Linked DNA regions of Zea mays: regions 2 and 3 are each linked to region 1. The links are chromatin contacts, called in public Hi-C maps. All regions are on one chromosome and are shown on one strand. The core of a region is the stretch at or near the end of the contact, and the rest is flanking DNA. Distances in the headings are between cores, read along the strand shown.

Region 1 (3,258 bases), core at 333-2,832:
GAACTGAATCAGATTAGGATCGAGCTTTATTCCTATTTACTTTTGAACTTAAATTAATTAAGGGTCTAACTTATTACGAAGAAATATTTAGATCGTGATCCATTACCATATTTATGTGCATCTGAATATATACTTCTGTTTAAGTATATAGTAAAAGTGTATCTAAAAAGATCAAAATATATTATAATCTGAGACGGAGGAAGTAACAATTAATCTCTGGTGTCAAACAGCCACTCTTCGTGTTTGCACACGGGAGTCCACTGGAGTACACAAGAAAGAAAGAAGAAACCCAAACTGAAATTAAAAACCAACAGCCCGAATTTGCATTAATAGTTACATACACGATTCCTCCTCCTCTCTCAAAAGTTCTCCATGACGGTCCGACGCCTCTAACAGTTAAAACGAATCACTCGAGCTGCGCGTACCAGACCCCCTGGATCTTGACATCCTTGGGCGCCTTAGCCCCGAGGTCGGTGTCCGACGGCTGCACGCTCTCGAATACGCCAATGACCTCGCCGGTGTCCGGGTTGCTCTTGGTGACGCTCAGCGTGATGTTGCCCGTGGACGAGGCGGCGTTCTTGATGTTCTCCTTCTGGAGCTCCTCCTCGTCGCCTCTGCCTCCGGCGGGGAGCGCGACGGCGTTGTCGTATCCGGTGGAGCCGCCGCGGCCCTTGGGGTCGAGGAAGGAGGAGCCGCGGTAGCTGGGCACGAGGAAGGGCCCGCCGAAGCTGTCCGGCTTGCCGGTGGCGACGAGCTGCTTGACGGTGAAGAGGAAGGGCACGCGCTCGCCGCCCGGGAGCTGCACGGTGACGGCGGCGTAGTCGATGCCGTCCTTCTCCTCGAACTTGAGGGTGCCGTCGGAGGCGACCTCGAGCGGGCCCTCGATCTCGTCCAGCGTGTAGGTGAGGCGGGTCATGAGCTTGGTCTTCTGGAACTCGGGCGGCGCGTTCTTGGCGATGCCCTCCGCCTTGACGGTGAAGGACGTCGGCTCCAGGCACAGCTTCTTCATCTGGTACTTGCCGGGCTTGAACGGGAACGAGTCCACGCCGCCGTCGATGGTCGGGCACTGGTTCGCCGTGCCCGTGCCCTTCACCTCCAGGTACGTCTTGCTCTGGATCTCGTCGTAGGTCAGCCTCTTGGGCGTGCCCTCCGCGCTCGCGCCCTGCGCACACACGTGTCATCAGCTTCGATCGACGTTGTTGAGGAGCAGGCACAGGTAAGCGTAAGCTTGCTGATAATGCACGCTTATCTTATACTTACCGAGACGAGGAGCGCCGAGGTGGCGAGCGCGAAGCCGGCGAGCTTGGCGGCGTCGACGCACTTGCTGGCGACGTCCCTGACGTCGGACTGGAGGGAGCACGTGATCCTGGCGGCGCCGGCGTCGACGCCGAACGCCCTGGCGAGTTGCGACGACGGGCGGGACGACGGCAGCGAGGCGGACGGCGCCCGGCCGCCGATCTTGGCCGGTTGCATCAAGGTGGCCGCGGCTTGGACTTGGAGCGAGGCTGCCATCGTGGTCGTCGCGGGCGGTGTTGCCTTTTGCCCTTTCTCCTCTCCTCTGTCTGTCTGGTGGGTGGGTGCGTGTCGTGAAGGGCGCTTTGTGAGGGCGGGTGAGTTTGTCGCCATCTACGAGCAGCTGAGCAGAGGCCACAGAACGCAGGATAAGAGCATCGGATAAGGAGTCTCCTCCCATTGGTGACTTGGGGCTATGGAGATGCCGAGTGCACGCGTGGCACGCCCAGGTGCCACTCCTCGCTGGCCCCTCCTGTGGTCGTGCTGGCCGCTTTTGTTTTGTTTTGTAGGGGACCACCCATGGTCAGACACTCAGACCATGACATGAACATGACATACTGTGTTTAGTGGAGTAACTGAAGTTTATCTAAATCAGTGATATGTTGCTCTTGTGTTGTCAATAATACTATCAGTATAAAGCATTTACTCAAATCTAGCTTATGATCCAGCACACATGGACTACCTACTGTATATTACTCTAGTGTAGAGTTAAGACCGTCGACTTTGTAAGTGTATGTTAATTAGGTTTACAAACTTTAAAAATAGATTTCTATATCCTTAAGTGTAAGTGATAAGGTGTCATGGGTACTGCTACATTAGCTCTTGTGCCATACGGATGATAAGGTCTCGATCAATGGCAGCGCGGCACAGCGACACGCAGATGAGGAACATTGAGGGGAAGGGATCAACTGCGTCAATCAGACTTGGGTCAGCATGACAATAAGAGGGAATCAGAAGGCTGGGGTCAGTTAGTATGAACCTATAGTGCACCGTTTAACGAGTTTAGGTATTCAAAAATGCATTTTTTTTTAATGTAAACCTAAGTGACATAGTTTTTTTAGCAAGTCGGCACAGGAGCTCCCTGCCTAAATTTTATGTTTTCATTAACAAAAGAACTATATACAAATGTAAAGCTACAAAGGAGACAAGGCTTTCTGGCCCAAAAAGAAACAAACGAGAAGGCCTAACTATAGCTCTCTCTCTAAAGAATGAGGGGACCTTGTCGATCGGCTTTCCTTGCCTTTGATACACATCAAACAGAGTTCCTCTTTGAATTGAGCTTTTCAAGTATTTAGGTTAATGTGGTTATTTTCAAAAAAAGCAAAAGAACTTCATTTCTTGTAGTCCAGATGATCCAACAAGGAGCGATGAAAATCTCTCTGAAAATGGGACTGTCAAAACTTGTTCTAGCCTCAGTGATCGTGTGTCTAAAGGTTGCAGACTCAGGTTCCGACTGATGGAAATTGTGTTCCAGCAAGATTGACTCAAAGAACATTTAAATGAGAGGTGGAAACTAGCCCCCTCAGAACCTGAATTGCATAAAACGCAGATATAGTAATCAAGAGCCTTGTTTTTTTCCTTCATAGAAGGTTTCTTATATCGAGTCTATCCCTGATGAGGATCTAGAAGAAAAACCTATTGTCAGGGAAATAAAATAGACACAAAGATTTACGTGAAAAAATCTCCTTCAATATAGAGGAGCAAACAACCACGAGAAAATAGATCAACTATCAACCGCATAGTACAAGTTACAGGGAGGGCCTATATTTATAGGCGTACAGGAAAGCATATTCCAAATATATAAAAGGAATAAGAGGCATATTCCAACAAATCTCCCCTTGACTCTAAATCTATAGAACCATTTCACAAACACCACTAGGATGCTAAATTTGAATATCAACCAAGTCTAAGGAATCATTAGACTTGGAACTCGAGCATGGCTTCGTATCATCAAAATAACCCCTC
Region 2 (3,465 bases), core at 894-3,393, 370 kb after region 1:
CATCCGAACTCTAGGGCACCCTTGCCATGAAGGGCTCCGTAAATCATGCCTTGGACGCGGTCAGGACGCTCCGGATTGGTGACGAGTGCACGCGCGACGTGAGTGCGCAGCAGCTCCGCCGGGACATCGCCAACCTCGCCTTCAAGGAAGGGGAGTCCGCCACTGACTTTGGGGTCCGCATCACTAAGCTCGCCACCAACCTTCACACCCTTGGCGACAACATCACCGACACTGAGGTAGTCAAGAAGTTGCTCCAGGTCGTCCGAAGGAGCCTGAACCAGGCCGCTGTCTCCATCGAGATGTTCGTGGACCTAAACAAGGCGACGATCGAGGATGTGATCGGTCGCCTGCGCGTGTTTGAGGAGCGCGAAAAGTTGCCACAAATCACGGACGGCATGGGTAGCCTGATGATGTGCGAGGAAGATTGGGAGGCTCGTCGCAAGGCGCGCCATGAGCAGGATGGCTCTGGCGGCAGCTCCGGATCCAGCGGACGTGGGAAGCGTCGTGGGCGTGGACCTGGACGTGATGGTGATGGATCCTCGTCACGGGATGGCCACGATAGTAAGAGCGCCGCCACTAGGAACGCCGGTGACGGAAGGCCACCACGCGGCAACCGTTGTGATAATTGTGGCAAAATGGGCCACTTAGCTAAGGACTACTGTGGAAAGAAGAAGGGTGTGGCTCATGTCACACAGGCCGAGGAGGACGAGCATGCGCTGATGTACATCGCCGCGGAAACTGAGGTAACTGCGCTGCCCATGTCATGCTCACACCTCAGGTCGTCGTCACCTACTGCTGAACCACAAGCCTGCGTCCACCTCATCGAGCGCAAGGTTCTCCTCCACCTCAGCGAGGAAGAAAAGGAGGCCGGGGATCTCATCGCTGGGTGCTTGACACCGACACGACGAACCACATGATGGGGACGCGTGCAGTCTTCGCCGAGCTGAACACCAGCGTCACCGGCACCGTAAAATTTGGCGACGACTCGGTGGTCGACATCGAGGGCAAAGGCACCGTCCTCTTCGCATGCAAGACCGACGAGCACCATCGACTTGATGGGGTCTATTACATCCCACATCTCACCACCAACATCGTGAGCCTTGGCCAGATGGATGAGGACGGGTTCAAGGTCGACATCGAGCCCAGCATCCTATGCCTCTATGACCTGCAACGGCAGCTGTTGGCGAAGGTGCACCGTTCACCAAGCCGGCTCTACTTCCTCGACTTGAACGTTGTTGCCCCGGTGTGCCTCACCGCACGGGTCGGTGACATGGTGTGGCGCTGGCACGAGCGCTATGACCACCTCAACTTCCAAGCACAGTGCAACCTCAGGCGCGATGAGATGGTGAAGGGGCTGCTGGCGATCGACCACATCGAGTAGGTCTACGAGGACTGCGTACTGGTGAAGCAAAAGAGGACACCGTTTCTGTAGGCTGTCAAGTACCGGGCTGAGGAGGAGCTCGAACTTGTACATGGTGACCTCTGTGGTCCGATCTCGCCATCAACACCGGTCGGGAATGCCTACTTCCTTCTCCTGGTCGACGACATGAGCCGTTACATGTGGCTCACGCTGTTGCGCTCGAAGGCAGATGCACCGACAGCGATCATGGCATTCCAGGCGCATGTCGAGCGCGAAACCAGCAAGAAGACGAAGGTACTTCATACCGACAATGGTGGTGAGCTCACGTCTGTGCAGTTTGGCAAATACTATGCAGGAGAGGGGATTCATCAACACTTCTCGACGCCGTACTCGCCACGGCAAAACAGCGTTGTCGAGCGTCGAAACCAGATGGTTGTGAACACGGCAAGGAGCATCCTGCGTGCGTGTCGTATGCCGGGACATTTTTGGGGAGAGGCAGTGCACATCGCTATCTTCCTCCTAAACCAGGTGCCCACCAGCGCGCTTAATGGGCTGACACCGTACCATGCGTGGTACAAGAAGAAACCGCCCGTGCACTTCCTCAAGGTGTTCGGGTGCCTTGCCTACATCAAGAACCTGCATCCACACCTCAGCAAGCTTGATGACCGCGGGTAGAAAGTCGTCTTCATCAGCTATCAGGACAGGTCAAAGGCATACTGTTTCTACGACCCTATCACCAAGCCTGTTCATGTCTCACGCGACACCGTCTTTGATGAGGGCGCATGCTGGGATTGGGGAGAAGCGTCGACAGCGGACAGCGACGACTCCTTCACGATGGAGTATGACTATGACCCAAGGAGCCGGAGCCGCGTCGAGGTGGTTGTGCCCAGTTTGCCTTTGCCGGGCACACCGTACCGTCTTCACTGGGCGCACCACCTTCTACAAACGGACCTACGACGTCATCTGCACCAACCTCACCATCGCCTGCTCCACGAACCGAGACTCCACTACCAGCAACACCTGCTGCCGGGCCACGCATCGAGTTCGCAATGCCGCTCACCACTGACCTGAATTTTGAGGCTGATGAAGGGAGGAGGGAGCTCCAGTATCGGATGCTGGACAACATCCATAGCGTTGGTGCAGCACCCGGGCTGGTGCACCACGACGTCGAGGAGGCTGAACTACACACCGTGAGCATGGAGGAGCCCAGAACTTTGAAGGAGGCCGACAGTGATCCAAATTGGGTTGCCGCGATGGAGGACGAGTTGTCCTCGATCCGCGACAACAAGACGTGGTCGCTGGTTGAGCTCCCACGTGGTCACCACGCCATAGGACTCAAATGGGTGTACAAAGTGAAGTGTGATGAGAATGGCAACATTGTCAAGTACAAGGCCTGCCTCGTCGCCTAAGGCTACGTACAACAACCTGGCATCGACTTCGACGAGGTCTTCGCACCAATCGCTCGACTCGAATCTGTGCGACTGCTTCTTGCCATCGCTGCGCTCTATGGCTGGGGCGTTCACCATATGGACATGAAGTCAGCGTTCTTGAACGGTGAACTCCAGGAGGAGGTGTACGTTCAACAGCCCCCAGGGTTCGTCAATGGCAAGAACAAGCACAAGGTGCTTCGACTCCATAAGGCGTTGTACGGACTCCGTCAGGCTCCACAGGCCTAGAACCAGAAGCTAGACGCCTCGTTGATGGGGCTCGGCTTCGCTCGCTACATCAACGAACATGGGATGTATACCCGTGGAAAAGGAGTCGCGCGCTTGATCGTAGGCGTGTATGTCGACGATCTAATCATTACTGGAGGTGATGCAGGTGCAGTGAACAAGTTCAAGGTGCAGATGATGAACACATTCCGCATGAGTGACCTCGGCCTCTTGTCCTACTACCTTGGACTGGAGGTCACGCAAGGGCCTAATGGCATCACACTCCGGCGGAGCGCCTACGCAACAAGGATTCTTGAGAAGGCGGGGCTGGCTGGGTGTAACTCGAGTGCCACGCCCATGGAGATGAAGCTGAAGCTACTCAAGGATGGTGAAACACCGAGCGTGGACGCCACCGAATACCGCAGCTTGATCGGCAGCTTGAGGTACCTGTGC
Region 3 (3,220 bases), core at 529-3,028, 430 kb after region 1:
AGAGATGAGGTCCCAAGGGAAGGATATTGAGGTCTTGGATCCAGCTCTCAGAGGAAGAGGACATGACGAGCAAATGCTGAATGTGCTTGAAGTAGCCTATAAGTGCATCAACCACAATCCTGGATTGAGGCCAACCATCCAAGAGGTGGTGTACTGCCTGGAAACCATAGTTGAGCCCCAGCAGGTGCAAGTGCAGCTGTAGTTAAAGGAGAACATATTGTAGGTGGTGATATTGTACTCCACCCGACTAGGTGTAACTTCAGTAGAAGGAAGAGTTTCTAACAAAGAGCACAGTAGTGTACATTTCTGAAAGAAAAGCCTCGCTCACTCGCTGTCATGAGGCCCTCCCTTATACAATTTTACTTATTCCTTCCGTGGAAATATTGCACCTCCTAGTTCAAACAATTGAACATGAAAAGTGCAAAAAAAGAGCATGGGGCTCTTGTTAAGTATGCGTTCGTTTGTACCCTAGCGAAGTTGTACAGGTGTGTATGTAAATCTTTGGAAAGAAAAGGCTCACAGCTATGAGCTTCCCTCTTCTTATCTGAAACCTATAGCACTCAAGTTCAATTGCAGGAACAGTGAAAGCACTTTGAAGGCATATTCAGCTATCAATTAATTCACAAACATTTCTAGAACTAGGTGTACAGATGCACGTATTTAAAAGATTGTTGTATAGATAGCATAATTGAGGAAGAAAGATGGACTTCGCTGTTTTTTAAAAAAAAAATAATCTGTGAAGGGGGACAAGATATACCATTCTTCAGAATTTTAGCTTACTGTTATTGCTCTGAGAGGGGGCAATTTATGAATCAGCGGTGTTCGTAATCTAACTTAAAGCATAGTCGGTATTGTTTGATTCCAGTTTTGGTTCCCTCCTCCGTCCACAACAATATGATGCGTAAGCCTACATGGTTTCCAGCAGTCCTAGAGCAACCACAGCAGCACAATGGTGGAAGCAAGACCATAAGCAATGCACACTTCCCCAGATTACAAAATCCTAACAGCCCGACAATTTTCACAATGCACAACGCCTAACACCAGCAAGCCCTAGCAAAAAAAAAAAAGCACAGCACCAACCTCTAACGCAAATGTCAACAGTCGCGGTTGCCGGCTGCTGCCTTCCGGTGGTCGCCCTCGCCCAGAAAGGAAGAACGCGCGCGAATCCATGAGGAACGGGAGGGGCCGCTCCGTCACGGCCAGTGGCTGTGCGGGCGGGGAGGCCGCCGCGGCCGGGGAAGGCGTCGCGGGCGTTCACCGCGATCCATGTTCACAGGTAGATGGGCCTTTTCTGGGCTAACACTTCCCGTTCTTACCGGCCCGTTTCACCCCCTGAGCAGGCGGCCAGGCGCGCTCGCGTATAAGCGCAACCCCGGCAGCCGCTGCCCGCGGCGCCTTCTCTTCTCGCCGCCCAAGCCGGAAACGGAAGACCGAGGAGATGGAACCGAGCGGCACAGGCCGTTGCAAGTTCTTGGAGGCTCCCAAACCTGGGTCGTCGATCAGGAAGTTCCAGTGATGCGTGTTGTTTCGGCAGTACTATGCTGTAGAAACTAGAAAATAGAGCGTCCGGTTTGGGGGGCCTTGTTCTTTGGCATCTGGATCTGAAACTGGCAGGAACTGTTTGCTGAGATTGGAATTTCCCCCCTCCCCTCTCTGCTGCAGCTGCCTTTGCAGACGTACAGATATTTACATGTTCACGTTCAGTAGCATGCATCCAAGACTGGCAACAGATCCTCCCATCAACCTCGTCGGCACTTGTTTGTATAATATATATAGGGGCAGGCAGGCCGGATGAACCAGCAGATGCCCATCCCCGCTCCTGCTTCTTCCCAGACCACGGCATGATCTCATATTGCGTTACTTGCGCCTGTGTACATATGTGGCCAGAGCCCAGGGGCATGGGCGCATACCAACGTCAAATATATAAAAACGGAGGGAGTATGCACTAGTAACGTGTCCAGTGATCCAATCATACGCTGCATACAACAATTCAGATCAGATGCGGCTGATGCCTCATCTCATCTAGGGCCTTTGTTTCGGATTCTGGCAGCTTCTGGCCACCAAAAGCTGTTACGGACTGTCAAACGTTTAACTTTTCAGGCAGCTTCTATAAAATTTATTGGGACAAAAACCATCAAAAATTAACATAAACACATAATCGGTTGAGTCGTTGTAACAGTAGGAATCCGTCACTTTCTAGATCCTGAGCCTTATGAATAACTTTATCTTCCTCCACACGTAATCGTAATGATACTCAGATTCTCCCCACATCCAGATTCTCTCCACAGCCAGATTTTTAGAAAAGCTGGTCAGAAAAAAGCTGAACCAAACAGACCCCTAATTTGCCGGCAGTGAAACTGTCGGTCAGGGACCGGACTAGGGGTGTTTGGCTGACCCGATAAAATTTATGAATTCTTTAGAAAAATATTGTTAAAGTTTAAGAAAATTTGTATCATGTATTAAATCTGGTCTTGCTGACTTCAACAATGTTGTTGGCTAGATTCGTCACGGCTGTCGGTACCCTATATAATTAGGTAGTGTCCATAGTCACGCGCGCGGACTCTGTTTGGTTCGCTACCTAACTCGCCACATTTTATCTAACTTTTCTTATTAAGATTAATTCTTTAACTCGAACGATTAATCTTAGTTAAAGTGTGACACAGTTAGCCACGAACTGTGGCAAAGGTAGCCGGAGCCCGTGCTCGCCGGCTGGGGGCAGGCCACGCGTAGCGCGGGGCGGTGGCGCCGCACGCCGCCGTACCGAAACCACCCATCGGGGCGCCGGGGAAAAGGAGCTCCGCTTTCCAGCCAAGAGGCACGGCTGTCTCTGGCTGATCCTCCGGCCCGTTTTTTTTTATTATTCTATCAAGGTGTAAGGCGTAAGGCGTGCACGCACGCACGGCGCCTTCCCACGCCGGCGAACAGAACAGATGTGTGGTGCGGTGGTCGCTTGACGAATGACTCCGTGCCTTTTTGGCGCCCTGTCTGTCTTTGTGCAATGATCTCTCTGCTCTGAAACTCAGCACAGCTGTGGTTCAGACTTTGGTTCCGTCCGAAGAAAAAACCGCTTTGAAACTCAGCGCAGAGCATGTTGGTGGCTGCAGCAGTGCAGCCTCCGTGCAGGTAGCGTTACGCAGCCTGACGGTTAGTGATTAGAACAGAACAGAGTACTACCGACCACCGTCATCAGAAGGGTTCTTTAATCCGTGTGTAAAACCAG

Evidence for each region. Hi-C and Micro-C count contacts between places; a contact is called where the count stands out from the background.
Region 2: a contact with region 1 is called in a Hi-C map of leaf mesophyll, with 5 times the contacts expected there. The contact joins the enhancer-like site here to the promoter of LOC100191684 in region 1. A contact is called at or near these places in 9 of 25 Hi-C or Micro-C datasets (ear, leaf, leaf mesophyll and 2 more).
Region 3: a contact with region 1 is called in a Hi-C map of leaf, with 4 times the contacts expected there. The contact joins the promoter of LOC100274986 here to the promoter of LOC100191684 in region 1. A contact is called at or near these places in 7 of 25 Hi-C or Micro-C datasets (bundle sheath, ear, leaf and 1 more).

Annotation. Positions count from the first base shown.
Region 1 is chr5:53,564,102-53,567,359 of Zm-B73-REFERENCE-NAM-5.0, reverse strand. It overlaps LOC100191684, which reads right to left and starts at 1,582. Exons shown (of 2, transcript NM_001137113.1): 1 at 1,261-1,582; 2 at 90-1,162. The coding sequence starts at 1,512. The coding sequence ends at 407.
Region 2 is chr5:53,192,284-53,195,748 of Zm-B73-REFERENCE-NAM-5.0, reverse strand. No RefSeq gene overlaps it. Among protein-coding and RNA genes, the nearest start is that of TRNAE-CUC, 4.4 kb to the right of the region's middle. Within about 2 kb of position 2,143, at least 8 of the 20 cell types and tissues checked have an H3K27ac peak or open chromatin away from gene starts, as enhancers often do. A contact at or near this core is called in leaf and leaf mesophyll, where this site is marked.
Region 3 is chr5:53,130,242-53,133,461 of Zm-B73-REFERENCE-NAM-5.0, reverse strand. It overlaps LOC100274986, which reads right to left and starts at 1,778. Exons shown (of 4, transcript NM_001149214.2): 1 at 1,081-1,778. The coding sequence starts at 1,170.